2 separate regions of the Mus musculus genome follow, and region 2 is linked to region 1. A link is a contact called in public ChIA-PET data. All regions are on one chromosome and are shown on one strand. Each heading gives the region's core, a stretch centred on a gene start, on an enhancer-like site or on the middle of the called end of the contact. The rest is flanking DNA. Distances are from core to core; before and after follow the strand shown.

What was found. ChIA-PET counts read pairs in DNA pulled down with a chosen protein or histone mark.
Region 2: an RNA polymerase II ChIA-PET map of memory CD8 T cells shows a contact between it and region 1, with 24 read pairs. The contact joins two enhancer-like sites. A contact is called at or near these places in 3 of 115 datasets of contacts at active chromatin or transcription factors (double positive thymocytes, memory CD8 T cells and pancreatic cancer cells).

The regions. Positions count from the first base shown.
Region 1 is chr14:20,377,095-20,381,538 of GRCm38.p6, forward strand. It overlaps Fam149b (family with sequence similarity 149, member B), which reads left to right. Exons shown (of 14, transcript NM_001024512.2): 10 at 681-905; 11 at 1,306-1,429; 12 at 1,670-1,789. Among named protein-coding and RNA genes, the nearest start is that of Dnajc9, 9.6 kb to the right of the region's middle. Within about 2 kb of position 1,782, at least 108 of the 459 cell types and tissues checked have an H3K27ac peak or open chromatin away from gene starts, as enhancers often do. A contact at or near this core is called in memory CD8 T cells, where this site is marked.
Region 2 is chr14:20,882,765-20,887,208 of GRCm38.p6, forward strand. No RefSeq gene overlaps it. Among named protein-coding and RNA genes, the nearest start is that of Gm30212, 3.5 kb to the right of the region's middle. Within about 2 kb of position 2,112, at least 21 of the 459 cell types and tissues checked have an H3K27ac peak or open chromatin away from gene starts, as enhancers often do. A contact at or near this core is called in memory CD8 T cells, where this site is marked.

The DNA.
Region 1 (4,444 bases), core at 532-3,031:
CAGGGATCCACTGCTCTGCTCCTATTGGGCAGCATGTGGCTGGGACCTTTTGATTGTTCCCAGCTTCAAGGCTCCAGACTAAACTGTAATTAGGTTCCAATGAGCCAGCAGTTTAGACGTTTCTCTTATCTGTGTGTTTAAATGGTTTGTTTCCACCATGTGTGCAGTGTCCACAGAACTCAGAGGAGGGTTTTGGATCCCCGCCAACTTAACTCACTATCCTCAATATGAGAATGAGAGCTACAGTGACGCCTCAGTATCTAACCCTGAAGATACTTTGTCAGCTCAGAAAGTGCTTCCCATCCTGTAGGCCCCTGAGTCAGAAGCACTGAGTCAGCCTTGCCTTTCCTAGAACTGAACAAGTGACTGTGCAAGTGGGTCATGGGCGCTTTCCCAAATCTCCATCCTAGGAAGCTAGAGTTAAAACAGGTCATTGTCATGGACAGACACACTACAATCCATGCACTTGACAGGCCAGCAGAAGGATCTCAAATTCCAGCCTGGCCTAGGCTGTGTAACAAGCCCCCACATCTTAAAAACAGCCTCTCACTCTGAATCTTAGGTAAGCTTCTGGAAGCCAGTTTGCCCTTTTCTTCCCTGAATGTCTCAGGCTCTTTACCCTGAGCCCTGTCTTCTTCTACATAGTGATTTTCATTGTGGGTTTCTGATTTTGCCACTAGAGATCTTGATGACAAGCTACTTACGAGGCCTGGGTCCAGTTCCGTCCTTTCAAACCGAAATTGGCCAAACCGTGCCATGGAGCTTAGTACATCATCTTTGTCATATACAACGCAGTCTGCCAGGAGGCGCAATCCCCCACCACGTACCCTTCATCCGATCAGCACAAGCCACTCACGCGCTGGAACACCATGGCCTGTAGAAGAAATCCTCAGAGGACCCCGGGTGTAGGTTTCAAATGCAGACTCTGGGAACCTGGTAAAGCTAGTGTCAGTAATTGTGAGAATCGTCATAGAACAGGCTTCAGTAGAAGACTAGACTGAGGCTGTGCCCAAAACTAAGACCACGCAGTCATACAGTGTGCTGTCTGCAGGTTTAGTCCAACTCAGAGTTTTACTTAAGTTTTGGTGAAATACAAAACTGGATGAGATTATTCTGTTGATACAGCTGAAGAGTTATATTTGTGAAATTTAAGAGAGAAAGGGAAAAATCCCTCTTTGCTGCCCCTATTCTGAAAATCTGGGTGGCTTCAAGCCTCCTGAGCACACTGACTTTACTAAGTTTCTCATCACTTTGTGTTGTTACAACTTTACTTTTGCATATCGGTTTTGCTGCTGGGATCTTCAGTCCAGTGACAGCAGACACACTGTCTTCTCCCTCTCCAATGACCTTGGGTCGGAACAATCTGCTGCCACCTATTGGAACAGTTGAAGTAGAACACCTGAGCGCCATGGGGCCACAGCGGCCAACAGTAAGCCTTTCACCCCGCCTTCCCGGGCTTACTCTGAGCTCTCACCAGCAGTAGTTCTGTAGGACTTACCTTGAACCACACTCTCCTCTGACAAAAACAAACCGGGTTCTAGGCCATGGCAGCGAAGTTGGAGCTGCTTAGGAGTGGGTACCACAGCAGCTGATGTTGGGCCAGGGTTACTATGGAACAGGTGCAGCTCCCAGGACACAGCTGTTTCTGTGACTTTCGTCTCCTCTGCAGAAATCCCATGGTGACTCCAGCCGAGCCCGAAGTGCAGTGGTAGACGAGCCTAACCAGCAGCCCCAAGAGAGGCTCCTTTTGCCTGTCTTCTCTAGACCCAACACAACTCAGTCGTTTCTGGTAAAGTGCTTCCTGTTTATCTGGTTTGGAGGGGTTGACACAGTGTCTCAGACAGCCCATGCTGCTCTTGAACTCCTAATCCTGCCTCAAGCTCCTATTTGTCTTTGATAATTTGGGAAAGAAGGGGGGGGGTATGTTTGGCAAACTTAGGACTTATCTAGTGGCTTGATTAACTCAAATAGTTGGATGTTCTAATGATAAAATACCATTCTAGGTATATCTTCCTAAAATTCTAAGTGGTGCCCTGCCTCATTCTTTTGGTGGTAAAATGCCCTACTTATAAAATAAAAATCTCAGCAGCATACTCTGAACATAAGCACACTACAAGCACCACTGCCCCCTGCTCTACCTGCCTGTGCTGTCCTCCCTGCTCCTGTACACTTTACACAGTAAAGTGGGGTCAGGTGGAGGACTCGGAGTGTGAGCTGAGTTGACCCTCTTTCTGATGGCTGTGTTAAATGCTGACGCTTGCCTTCTCAATTGTCGTGCACTTACAAGCCCTTTTACTTTTAAGGAAGTACTTGAAAAATTCCTGAGGACTGGGGCCATGTGACCTTGCACACCTGTAGGTCAGTACGTGGTTCCTACCTCATCTGCTTTGTGGCAAGAGGGCTTGCCAAGCACAGGGAAATGATTGAGCTCACACCGAGTGCTTAGCCAGGGATTCTGTGTCCTGCTCCAGTTTGCAGAATGGCAACATCTGTAGCTCATGTACCCAACCTGACCCTTGGACCATCTACTAACAGTGGTGGGAGCTTGTATTTCTATGTTTTACAGGGTTCCCACAACAAATGACCACAACGTGGGCAGCCAAAACAACAGAAATGTATCACTCTTACAGTAACAGAAACTGGGAGCTCTCTGTAAGCTTTAGCGAACCTTTCTTGCCTCTCTAAAGCTTCTGTGGTTGCCTGCAATGCTTGGGCAGCCTAGCCTAATAGATAAACCCCAGATCTCAGTGAGAAACCCTGTTGCCAAAACAAGGTGGGCAGCTCCTGAGAACCACACCAAAGGTGGGACCCTGCCATGTGCACTCGTGTGGGCACACACTCACACTGCTCATAGGCACAAAGAGGAAGTAATTTTAAAAACAGTTGGGGTTAGAGAGCTAGCTCAGTGGTTAAGACATTTGGGGTTAGAGCTAGCTAAATGGTTAAAAAATTGTGTTTTCGATTCTCAGCACCCACATGGCAGCTCACAATGTAACTTCCTGGTGATACATGCAGTCAACATGTTTATTACAATAAAATAAAAATGAAAAGATAGCAGCCATTGAATTTATAGTCCACTCTAAAACAGTAGTTCACCTTGATTACTCATGCGAAGAAATGGGTTTCCAAAAATAGTCACATTCACAAGTTCCAAGATGATGTGAGTTTTGAAGGGCACTATTCAACTCAGAATTTCCTGACGCTTGAGTTAGGCGGAAAGGCACAGAAAAAGCCAAAAGAGAAACGAAGCCCTGGCCCATAGGTTCACTGTAAATCCTGGAAGCCTAAGAGCATCTGAACGGTCTCATAATTAGAGTCAGAACATTTGTTAAGCCGTGTTTATGTTCTATATGTTCTTTCCTTTCAAAATTTAATTTTAGTTGCCTTAGGAATAAAACTGAACATATGAAAACACTTCAAAGTCTCTTTAAAAAATAAGTTTATTATAACAGTAAAAATTGCCTGCCTTAGCATCATTTTCCCCATGTCCTACCATAAAGATTAAGTAGCAGCTCGATATAACTGAAAGTATGCGTGCTGAGCCTTAGGCCTGGAGCTGTTGGCTATAACCTTGTTCCTTGGTGCTTTTGTCTAGGCTCGGAGTCAGTAAACCTCAGCCCATGAGCCCTGGAAGGGCTACTGCCTGGTTTTGAAAATAAAGCTTTATTGAAGAAAAGTCACCAAGCTTCTACTTTTTACTTTTTCGACAGCCATGTTAAGCCGCTCCAATCACTACCATGTGGTCCCTAAAGCAATCTGCTAATCTCTCATCTTTCTGTTGTTTTGGCTGCCCACGTTGTGGTCATTTGTTATGGGAGCCCTGTGAAACAGACAACTACAAGCTCCCACCACTGTTAGTAGATAGTTCAAGGGTCAGGTTGGGTACATGAGCTACAGATGCTGCCATTCTGAAAACTGCTGCAGAAGATGGACTCTCTAGGTACTTTCCCCTCACAACAGTGTTGATTCTATTTAAATGGCACCCTGTAACCTCCGATGGCATTATCTTGACCAGCTATGGTGTTGCAAACCTGCAATCCCAACACAGTGGAGTCAAAATAAAATATCTTTTTCTATCTGATTGCAACATTACACCATATGGATTTGTAAATGCTAACGTTTTCTTAAAGACGAAGTAATACAGTTGTAGTACATGAAGTTCCTACAAGTTAGCAAATTGCTTTGTGACCATCTATCTAGCTTGGAGTACTCGGAATTCAATACAGGTTGGCAGATGAGTTTTTCATTGTTAACGTTAAGGTTTTCCTCTGTGTGGTGGTTTGAGTGAGATGTTCCCCATAATCTACGGCATTTGAGTACTTTGTCCCTAGCCAGTGAGGCTATTTGGGCAGTTGAGGTATGGCCTGTCTGGAGGAAGTTTTATCAACTGAGGGTGTGTGAGAGTTTAAGACTCCCACCAATTGCTAGATAGATGTCTGCTTCC
Region 2 (4,444 bases), core at 862-3,361, 510 kb after region 1:
GAAACATTGTTTCAAGAAATAAACAAGCAAACAAACAAAAAAGGAAAGTAAAATACTACTTGGCTAACTCATAGAATATATACCTGCATATATATTTTACCTTGAGGGATGATAGTGTTTTAATTTTTATGTTTTTAGTGTTTCCATGTCTAATTTTCATTTAAGATTCCTTCCTTTATTCATTCAATCATAAATTTACTCACCCAGTCAATAGATGTTTACTGAGAACCTGCTATGCACCTGACACATCCTCTGTAAATTCACAGTCTGGTGAGAAAGCAGTGTAGAGTCAGGAGGTGTATAATACAATGTATAGGTTCATCCATCTTTCAGCAGAACAACTGAGTGACTAGAAAAGGTTTCACAACAAACATATTTCCTGAGCTGAGTTTTGAGGGATGAGGAGTCTACCAGATCAACTGACAAAAAGGGCATCGATGGGGCACGTACTTTCCATGGGGACACTTATTATAGCATGAGATGTCGTTAATACCGAATAGGTCAGCATGGTGAACATGGAGCATGGGGAGAGGGTCTACTGAGGGAGTAGGCACCTAGAAACAGAACTGAGCCTGAAGAGACCTATGTGGCATTGAATACAGGCAGGTGTCTTTGCCTCCACTCAATAGTAAGACTTACAGAGAAGGCCAGAGTGGAGGACAGTCAGGTTTTTACTCTTTGCACCACAGTGCCTCTTGGGGCTGGCCCATCCTTGATGGTCCTTTGATGTTCTGGCCTGAACCACTTCAAGCTCTTAGGGAAGAACAGGGCTGACTCTACAGTAGGCTCTAACCATACTGGCCACACACTTGGCATGCCTTTGTACCAGAAGCCACAAGAGAGCTTTCTCCAGCAGTGCTGTTCCTAGAAAATGGCATGTTGCACCCAATCAAGAAATGATAGAGGAGGCTGGCTTCTTGGCACCCAGCTGTCTTAAGCAGTCCCTTTCCATTCCTTCTGCCAGGAGTGCATCTCTCTGTTCTCTCATTCCCCTCCACCACAGAGAGCCACACATACAGCAGGAGCTCCACCCCAGGATTTTATAATGCTGCATAGGCTTTGGAATCAGAAAGACCCAATTCTTGCACTCACTGTAACGGCTGAGATGAACAGAACAATAATTTTGTGTGTTGTCAAGAGTGTGAAAGAACTAGAACACTGGTCTAGGGTTTCTGGGAGTATGGGATGGCCCCCATATCTCTGACACTACAGTGTTTAATAAAATGTTAAATATCCCCAACTAAGGAGACTGTTCATGGCAGTGTTATTCAAAATAACCTAAAACTGGGGCAGGGGATCCAAATCCACTAGATAAATAAACTGAAGTGTAAATTCACAAAATGGAATGCTACTTGGTAGTAAAATTGGAGCAACATGGTGGTACATACACTATATATACATCTCAGATAGACTTTGTGAAGAAAATCAAGCTGGATACAAGAATACTGGTCTGAAGTTCAGGAATGAGTAAAAACCAACACTGGAGGACAGAAGCCAAAACCTTTGGTTATTGCCAGGTGGTGGTGGCGGCACACACCTTTAATCCCACTCAGGAGGGGGGGGCACTGGATCTTTGAGTTTGAACCCCTACTGCTTTACTTGGTGAGTTCCAGGACAGCCAGAACTATGTGAGAAATCCTGTCTCCTAAAACCAATAAACAAACAAACAAATATTAAAAATTAGTGTGTCTGGGAGTCAGAGCAGCAGCAACTATTTTCTGGAAAGAGGTATGAATGACAGAACTCCAAGGAATGATAGAAATGTATGTAAATTAGAAAGAGAAAGAGAGAGAAGTTGAAGAAGAAGAGGGAAGAAGGAAAGAAAGAGGAGAGGAAGGAAGAAAAGGGGGGACAGAGGAGGGAGAAAATAGAAAAGTCCCGGTCTGGTTCCCAGGTGTGGCACTGTCACGTATGGACATTACTTTCTCATAGGTGGTTTTTGGAATCAACCAGGCGAATGCACGGAAATCTCGTAGCTCAAGAGCCTGACAAATACTGTAAACGTAGTAAAAAAAAAAAAAAATAACCCTTGCTCTTGGTCCCTTATCCACCATCTTCTCTTTTAAGAACTGGATCCCAGGGCTTGGGGTGTGGCTCAGCTGGTAGGAGGTTTGGTTAACTTGTAGGAAGTCGTCAGTTCTATCCCTAGCACAGCACACACTGGCTGTGGTGGTGCACACAGGCAATTCCAGCACTCAAGAGGTAGATATACAAGGAGCAGAAGTTCAAGGCCATCCTTGGTGCATAGAGTCTGAATCCAGCTTAGCCTACATAAGACCATGCCTCAGAAACAAAACAAAACAGACAGCAAACAAATAAGGACTGACATGTGAAGCTTTGTCCACCCCCCACCCAGCCCCCAAAAAGACCCAGTTCCCACCTCTGGGCTAAGCCAGAGCCCCAGGCAGAACTCTGAAGCCCTATAGCACTCACCCTCACAGTACCCACAAGGCTCAGTGACTAGAAAGTTTCATCGAATTCTGAACAGGAAGCAGCAGTGGCAGCTGATAATCTGTGACCTGAATATAGCTATCCATTATCTCACTGTGGTTTCTTGTTTCCCTGACAGAGGAAACGCCCACGACTTTCTTGAAGTTATTCTAAACACTCAGTTCCTTGTTCGGCTCTGGCAGGATAATGTTTCCCCTGGGTGCCCCGGTGTTTTGAGCTGCAGCCTCCCTGCCAGCCTGAGGCTCAAGCTCAGCGGTCAACCTGTGGGGCCAACTGTCCCCTCCACGGAGGAGACAGTGACAGGAACAGATCAAAAATAGGCCATCAGTATCTGCAGCTATTGGAAGAAAAAAACAAAAAAACAAAACAAAACAAAACAAAAAAAAAAAAACCAAAGCAAAAAACCCCTCAGACATAGAGCATCCACTTCTTGTTCCTCTTGAGGAAGGCAGCAGGCAGAGCTGCCATGTGAGGAGGGTGTGTACCACTGGCTTCTCATCACAACTAGTTCCTGAGTCACACGCCACCCTGAGTTTACTCTTCTGTGATTCTCTTCCCTTAAAAGAGGCAGATCTGCTCTCCTGGGGTATGTTCAGTTTCCAAATGAGGAGCAGAGACAAGCTCAAGACTCAGGATAAACAGAATTGTCCCGTTAACTCAAGTTCTTACGAAGCCCAATAGTCCAACATGGGCATGGTGGTACAAGCCTTTAATCCTAGCACTTGAGAGGCAGAGGCATTCAGATCATTATCCTGCCAGATAATGAGTTTGAGGCCAGCCTGATTTGCATAGTGAGTTCGAGGCCAGTGAGGGCTATACAGTGAGACTCTTGCAAAATAAATGTATAAACAAAGAAATAACCCACCCTCGGTGTTCAGGAGACTCGGCTAAACTACAAGGCAGGCAAAGTTTGTCTCTGGCTTCTCTTCTTCCAGGACATACTCTACCCCACCCTCCATCAAAGCTTTTTGGTTTTATTTCAAGATGGGGTCTTGCTATGGAGCTCAGGCTGGCTTCAAATGTTTGATCTTCTCCCGGAGCCTCTCCTGCGCTGGCTTACTGGTGAGATCATCGCATCTGGTTCTACCAAAGCATTTGTGGCAGTGCACCCCTTTACCTCTGTATCTGGGAGTCACTCGGTCTGTGGAACACACCCCTACTTTTGAAAAGGAAGTCTCAAGATAGTAATTCTGAAACAAAGGACCCCAGTTCTCATCACATGTGGGAGACTGTTCTCTGAACAGCAGGGCCTCTGGGCTCACTGGGACCCCCTGCTGGTTACCACGTTTGCAGTTAATGCTCTAAGCGTAGAGTCTGGCTTAAAAGGGTTTTTTGTTTTTTGTTTTTCTGAAGAGGTATAATCTGTAAATTAGTGTAGATAAAACTAGGGAACTTGTAACAGTAGTTGACTTGAAGGGCCAGGAAATTAAATATTGAAAAGCTGGTTTGAGCTGCCTGTAATCTCAGCAGCTGGGAGGTGAAAACACCCTTTCCTCTATGGGCTAGCCCAGGACTCGCTTCTATGGGCTAGCCCAGGACACATAAGACTCTGTATTTTTTTTTTAAAAATGAAAGAAAAAACAGGAGGAAAAAAAGCAAAGCGGAACAAAACAACAAAACACAACGCCACACCACACCAAATCAGAAAAGCTGTTTTTACATGCTGCAGAGCTGAAAGCAAGAAGATCCACCAGGAAGGTCAGAGCAGTAAAGGATCGATCGCTCAGGGATTCGGAGGCTGACAGTAAATAATACGCAGCCGGCAGGGATGGCACCAGACTTCCGAAGACCGGGCTCTGCAAACAGCCAGGCTGGCCTTCAGTAGTCATTAGACTGCTTCGGCTGATCAGGAAGCATACACGAGAAGCAGGAGATGGCTTAGGCGTAGAGCACTGGCTTACCTGGGTTTGATTCCCAATGCTCACCTGGTGGCTCCCAATTGTCTTGAATTTCAGTTCCAATGCCCTCTTCTGGCCTCTACAGGCACCGGGTG